2 separate regions of the Zea mays genome follow, and region 1 is linked to region 2. The links are chromatin contacts, called in public Hi-C maps. All regions are on one chromosome and are shown on one strand. The core of a region is the stretch at or near the end of the contact, and the rest is flanking DNA. Distances in the headings are between cores, read along the strand shown. Region 1 has its middle 35 kb from the start of LOC541969. Region 2 holds the start of LOC100286246.

The links. A called contact is a pair of places that touch in the nucleus more often than the background predicts.
Region 1: a Hi-C map of bundle sheath shows a contact between it and region 2, with 6 times the contacts expected there. The contact joins the enhancer-like site here to the promoter of LOC100286246 in region 2. A contact is called at or near these places in 2 of 25 Hi-C or Micro-C datasets (bundle sheath and ear).

Annotation. Positions count from the first base shown.
Region 1 is chr3:54,924,838-54,928,061 of Zm-B73-REFERENCE-NAM-5.0, forward strand. No RefSeq gene overlaps it. Among protein-coding and RNA genes, the nearest start is that of LOC541969, 35 kb to the right of the region's middle. Within about 2 kb of position 1,469, at least 13 of the 20 cell types and tissues checked have an H3K27ac peak or open chromatin away from gene starts, as enhancers often do. A contact at or near this core is called in bundle sheath, where this site is marked.
Region 2 is chr3:54,595,786-54,598,590 of Zm-B73-REFERENCE-NAM-5.0, forward strand. It overlaps LOC100286246, which reads right to left and starts at 1,307. Exons shown (of 5, transcript NM_001159134.2): 1 at 1,029-1,307; 2 at 853-953; 3 at 733-766; 4 at 575-642; 5 at 44-494. The coding sequence starts at 1,203. The coding sequence ends at 348.

The DNA of each region.
Region 1 (3,224 bases), core at 219-2,718, 330 kb after region 2:
TAATAAACGGTGTAGGAGGTGGGATTCGAACACTGTCTAACCAGTAGAACATCACGGTAGGATGTTTTTAATATTTAATATAAATTGTATATAGGTATATACGTTTTTTGTAAAATAAAAAAAATCGTGTCGGGCCGGGCCAGCACTACGGGTCGAGGCTACAGCCCAAGCACGGCACGGCATTCTTTGCTCTTACAAGCATTAGGTCGTTTCTGAGACCACATTGGCGTAATGGACTATATGGTGTTTGAGGTTGCTTAATTGGATGGAGCAGCAATGATTTGTCATACTAACAGCAAAATGAAAGGTTATTTGTTGGTTTTAAACGTAGTAATTGCTACGAAGTAGCGTAATTTATATGGAGCGCATCCAATTTTTATTGATGCCTGACTTTAGGAATCACTCCATATTTTGATCTATCTTTTTTATAAATTTGACTTCATGGGACTTATTTTATAAACTTGATTTCACAAACTTTCTCTTATTTGGTCTTTGTATGATGGAATTATGTCATTTTATAATCTCTGTTCATTCAGTCAATCGTTGTGAACTCTCTTCTAATCGCTCACTTCATTGGTCGTGTTGTAACAAGACATATTTGTATGGAGTAAACAATAACATAAGTTAGCCAAATCAAAAAATATATTATACAGAGAGCGGAGACAATCAATAAAAAATCTTGAATTTTTTTTTTGATAGATAGTTTACGTGGGTATTGTTGTAAGCGGTCGCAATGCACGGGTAACGACTAGTAGTATTTAAGGAGTAGTTTGGAATATAGGTCTAGGGTTACGCGACAATCGGTTTGCTTATCTGAGTGTTTGCGAAGTGGAGGGCGAAGGCCAACAGTTCGTGACTCGGGAGCGGTCACTAGGTGCCTGACGCATGTGCGTGTGAACTACTCGTTTGGAGGCTGGAAACGTTGAGCGGTCAAGGAGAAGGCACTAAAGCATAATCCATTGATTGCATACCTGATTAATAGATTTTTGGGCCAAACCATATGCTAATATATAGGCTGTATATAGATGGGCCCTCTGACTTTTGGAGTCCCGGTGTGGTGGCACCGCTCGGCTCCTAACTCAAGCAGTAACAAATGCATGTACTTTACTTATACGAATACATTGTATATTATATCGATATGATGCTCTACAAACACATTCATTTCTGTACTTATTAATATACTATATTTATTAACACTCCATTATATAATTCTTTTAGTCCTCTTTTGCTTGAACAACTATTTTGGTGTCTTTCTAATATACATGTCCTATTAGTCTATAGTAGGATGCCTATTCCCGGAGAAGTACCAAAGGCGAAGCTGTAGCTATCTTGCTTGACATGACATTTATAGACACTGAAAAAATGGATGACTCCCTTGACTTTCCAAAGGATGCATGGAATGGATGACTCCCTTAACTTTCCGTGGCTTTTATCGAACAACAAACAAAAAAAATGCAGTAGCATATACTAGTATATGATACATACATCACGAGCCAACGACGGCGCATAATCGGAGCACAATAAATTCTATCGATCGTCCCTGTGGATCTGGAATTCGCTTATTAGCTGTCGCGCCATCGACTTGCATTGACAGCCACGGTTAGCTAGTGTCGACCAGTCCAAAATCACGCCGTGGCGGCACATGTGTCTCTAGGGGGGGGTTTCTTCGTCTGCGTGTAGTGAGTGTGGTCGCTAACACTCCATGTTGCTTGATAAATGATCACCCATAAGATCTACGTACGTCCTCTCAGCATCATACGCACAGTACGTTCAAAGAGAGCTAGAGAGACGTGGCACAACGGCGTCCCCGCCCACATGCATACAACGCAACGCACTGATTCAGGCTGTCAAGACCCACACGTCACGCTGGCTGATCCTCTTCTCTCCGTCACGCTCACGCAGTTACGTTCTGGGCCCTGACAAAAAAAAAGAAAAAAAAAAGAGGTGGAGGTCACCGTCGTGCTCCGGCAGCGGCAGGTCGCGTTTGACGCCCTCTCTGCATGCGTGCAGCGCGTGCCAGCCGGCAACCAGCTCGCGAGTCCAACGAATTGCCAATGCCTGGAAGGACTGGTGTGCACCAAGACTTTAGATGCAATCGAGACTTTTGGGCTTTCAGATTACGACGAAATCGAGGCTTCTTATGCTTTTTTCTAACCAGTTTTTCTAAGAATCTTGTTGTGATATGAATCTAAATATCGTGGAATTAGATATGGAGAAAGATAAAATGGTTCAAAGGGTTCAGGATCTATAAAACATTGGATTCCTACTATCGTGACGACTCGACCGATTCTGTATTGATTTTAGACGATTTTTACCGAAATGATTCTTATAGAGATAGACTCTAGAGCGTTTGTTAGTTCACATCAGCTTTTGGGTGTCTAGAAACTGAAAAAAGCTTAAACAAACAGGACATACGTGGTACACGTTTCATGTATACATCCCTGAATTTGTTTTGTTAAATAATATTTGGGACCATTTTAGAAATAAATTAGTTTTTTTAGTCCACCTAGAAAATCTGCAATGCGGTATGCAAGAAGAGAGCCACCAAGAGCACCGTAAAGTGAGCCTCTGGCCTGAACAAAAAGAATGGAAGCCCATTTTCATCTTGATAATAACTGATGTGTCAAAAAGAGAAGTGAAAATCTTAAGAAGGCTAGAAATGTAATTCGGATTACCACAAGCACCCTAGCTGCGAAGATGACAATGCAAACCAATTGGTGTCATTGATATCGATCAGGAGACTGAAGAGGAATACAACTAGTGGTACCGATACTGTACGCGGACTTGAAAAAAAACTTGCAAAAAACAACCAAATAATGGACTAACTTGCGTAGAGATGGTCGCTTCAGAGGTTGCACCAATGGCATAGCGAGACCGCCCAACGCAGGGAAGAAGAACCTTCCGTTAAGCATCATGTTTGGCACCAAAGCATGACAGACAGTCCGGCCTTATGGCCCGAACAGTCCTCCCTCTCGGGACCAGATCAACACGGACGAGAGTACTCACTACAGTAAACGGAGAAACGTCAGACGGCCCCCTTACCTCCGACGGCCTCCTACAGGACCGTCGGACATAAGGTTAGGTCCGACGGCCGCAACCGGCTCTCGGAAATAGCCCTCATGTCCGACGGCCTGCGCTTATGTCCGACGGCCCTATAGGAGGCCGTCGGACATAACCTTATGTCCGACGGCCCTATACCTAGCCGTCGGACATAAGCCTTTTTA
Region 2 (2,805 bases), core at 57-2,556:
TTATTTGGTTTTTAGCCACAACTGTAACGTGGTTTTGGTTTTTAGCCACGGCATTATTGTCACTCGTTGGACATGCCAAAACATGGCGACAAATTTAAGCACTTAAGCCCTACCAAAATGTTTGCACATGTCAAACCACCGGAACTCGGAGAAGATATTTCGAAATGTCTGAAACTCGTACACGAAGCAACGATTACACTGGAAGCGCACAGTGCTAGACCGGCAGGGCCCTAGGAATACATATTTCATTGCTGGCCTGAAATCAACCTTTCATGCTAAAACCCCTCGGATGAAGGGCTCAACCGGGCAGCGAACCCGTGTCAGGCGGGTGCAGCCCTGGGGGCCAATCAGAATATGCCGGAGAGCAAGCTCCCGGCGCTGGAGAGCGCGGCGCCGGTGATGGCGAAGTTGACGAGCTTGTCGGAGTGGCCGCCGGCGTCACCCGTGAGCGCCACCGCCGCCCCAGCGATGGCGCCTGCGATGGCGCTGTTCTTCTGCACGAGGACAGCAAAGTTCACACGCGAGACCAAGCCAAAAACGGCCGTCTGGTTAAAAGCTAGGAAATGGCACTGACCCAGTCGTGGCATCCCCTGGCCTCCCGCAGCGCGTACGTGAGCCCTGAGTAGACTCCGGCTGCCAACCCTGCATGTCGAGGTCGAGAGAAACAGGGTTATACTACTTGTGGACCTCCAACGTACTGTTAGATCTGAACAGACTAATCACACCACTAACCCCACTGGAAGGCCTCCTTGCCGGCCGTTTTTACCTGCAAATTGTCAAGAGGGGGTGAGAGAGAAACCATTAATGAATCTGCACAACGAATCGCAGCTCTGAGCTATGTTTGTGACATACCACTGCGTCGAGCGACCTCTGGCCGTCGTCACCTCTGATGCTGGAGAAATGGCTCCGCTTGCCGCCGTCGGCGTCTAGCCCGGACGAGTCTCCTGAAAGCCCTGCAGATAGATTTGCAACGGGCGGGTGAGCACCAGCCGCTCGCTAGTTAGGTAGACTCGGCCGGGACGCGGTACCTTCGACGGTGACGACGTAGGCCTCCCTGGAGACGGCCCTGGCCGCCCCGACCCCAGCGGCGCGGATGAAGCTGTCGGCGACGCGGTTGAGCAGCGGGTGGCCGAGGTCCACGAGGCACTTCCTGTCCATGCTCGTCAGCTCGTCCTTGAGCGTCCGCGTGTCCAGCGTGCTCATCTTCTTCGTCGCCTGTTCTTGCCCAGCGCACCCGCTGTCTCGCCACTCACCAACGGCTCACCGACCGTCGATGGGAGGTAAGCTATCCGGAAACCGGAATGAAGTGCCGGGGATCCGTGGCGCGGGCACCGCGGTTTTAATGATGCGAGGGGGCCGTGGGGGACGCGTGTGCGAGGCCCGGCACGTGTCCGCGGTCGTGGCGGCCGCACCGGGGCGCGCGTGGACACCGGCACACGGCGGGGGGTTTCCAGGCCGTTCGGCACTGACTCAGTGACTCCCTCGGCTGTCGCGTACGTACCAGTGGATATTAATCGCATGGGCTTTGAGGCCGAGGCACTACGTCATGGACTGCCTGCCTGTTGAAAGGCCTGCTCTATCCTCCATGGGCCGAATCAGCGGCACCCGAAATCAGCTGGCCTGCCTGTATTGATGGGGCTGTCAAGCCCAATTACACAAACGTCAAAATCTAGAAATCCAATCAAAGGAGTACAAAAGATAAATAGATTTCCGAATGTCTATAGATTTCTTAGATTTAATTTAGAATCTTATTTAACCCTAGTTTTTTTATTTCTTTCATTTTTTTCAAAATGTTATCCAATTGCTACTTTTTATAGGCCTGCACTCACTCGACTCTCATCCGACCGGCGACCGCACCTTCTAGAAGCGGCTAGAATTTTCACCGCCTCTCTGCGACGACTCCAAAGGACAGCGACAAGACAAGGACAAGATCACTATATCAACAAGCACAAAACGGGGAGGAGACCTCGTCTAGATCTACAAGGACCACCAAGTGATGCGACGTTGTTGCCCATAGTGTTTAGGGTAGGGAAGGGAAGACGCGGGGATAATAAGTGAGCACATTTGTGATTTTGTGGTGGTAAAGGGGAAAGATGGCGACGACATGGGAGCTAGGAGAATCAGCCCTTTGCAAGTACATGTGGTAGACTTGTGAAGTTGCGAAGCATAGACATGGGTGTAGTAGGAGACTAGGGGATGAAGTTTGAGCGAAGTCATGGCATTTTATATGTGGGTGAGAAGGTCTTTAGTCAACATTTTCTTAATCAGATCATGTTGTGATGCCATTACAAGCTCTAAGTGGAGCCCAAACATGACCTAGGAATTGGATCAGGCAAACACGAGCATGATAGATATGAAAGCATCTAGTTTTAGTGACTAATGACAACACTAAATTATTGGCTATGAGTAATAATAATTGGCTATATAGTTTTTGTGCCCCTATTGATGGTATTCAATTATTGATTTTAGAAGGATGAGCAAAAAGGTTAAGGACTGGCTAGTTCTAATAGTTAATAGAGTTGATAGACATATATACTAGTGATAGCACCTTTGTTTTTTCCTTTGACTATACTATAAAGGGGCCATGAATGATAGTTTGACCTAAATAAGTCTGATGATACACACTTAAGAAATCTAGTGTATATCACCACTCAAGGTGTAAACAACTGTGGGTGATTCACCATGCTAGAGTGGCGAGGAACAAACCCATAGAGAGCCCTTGATCCTTGTGAAGTTCAATGGGGAGCAATATCCTTGTGTGGGTGCTCCAACGAGGACTATTGGAGAGTCCCGGCTCTTTAATAC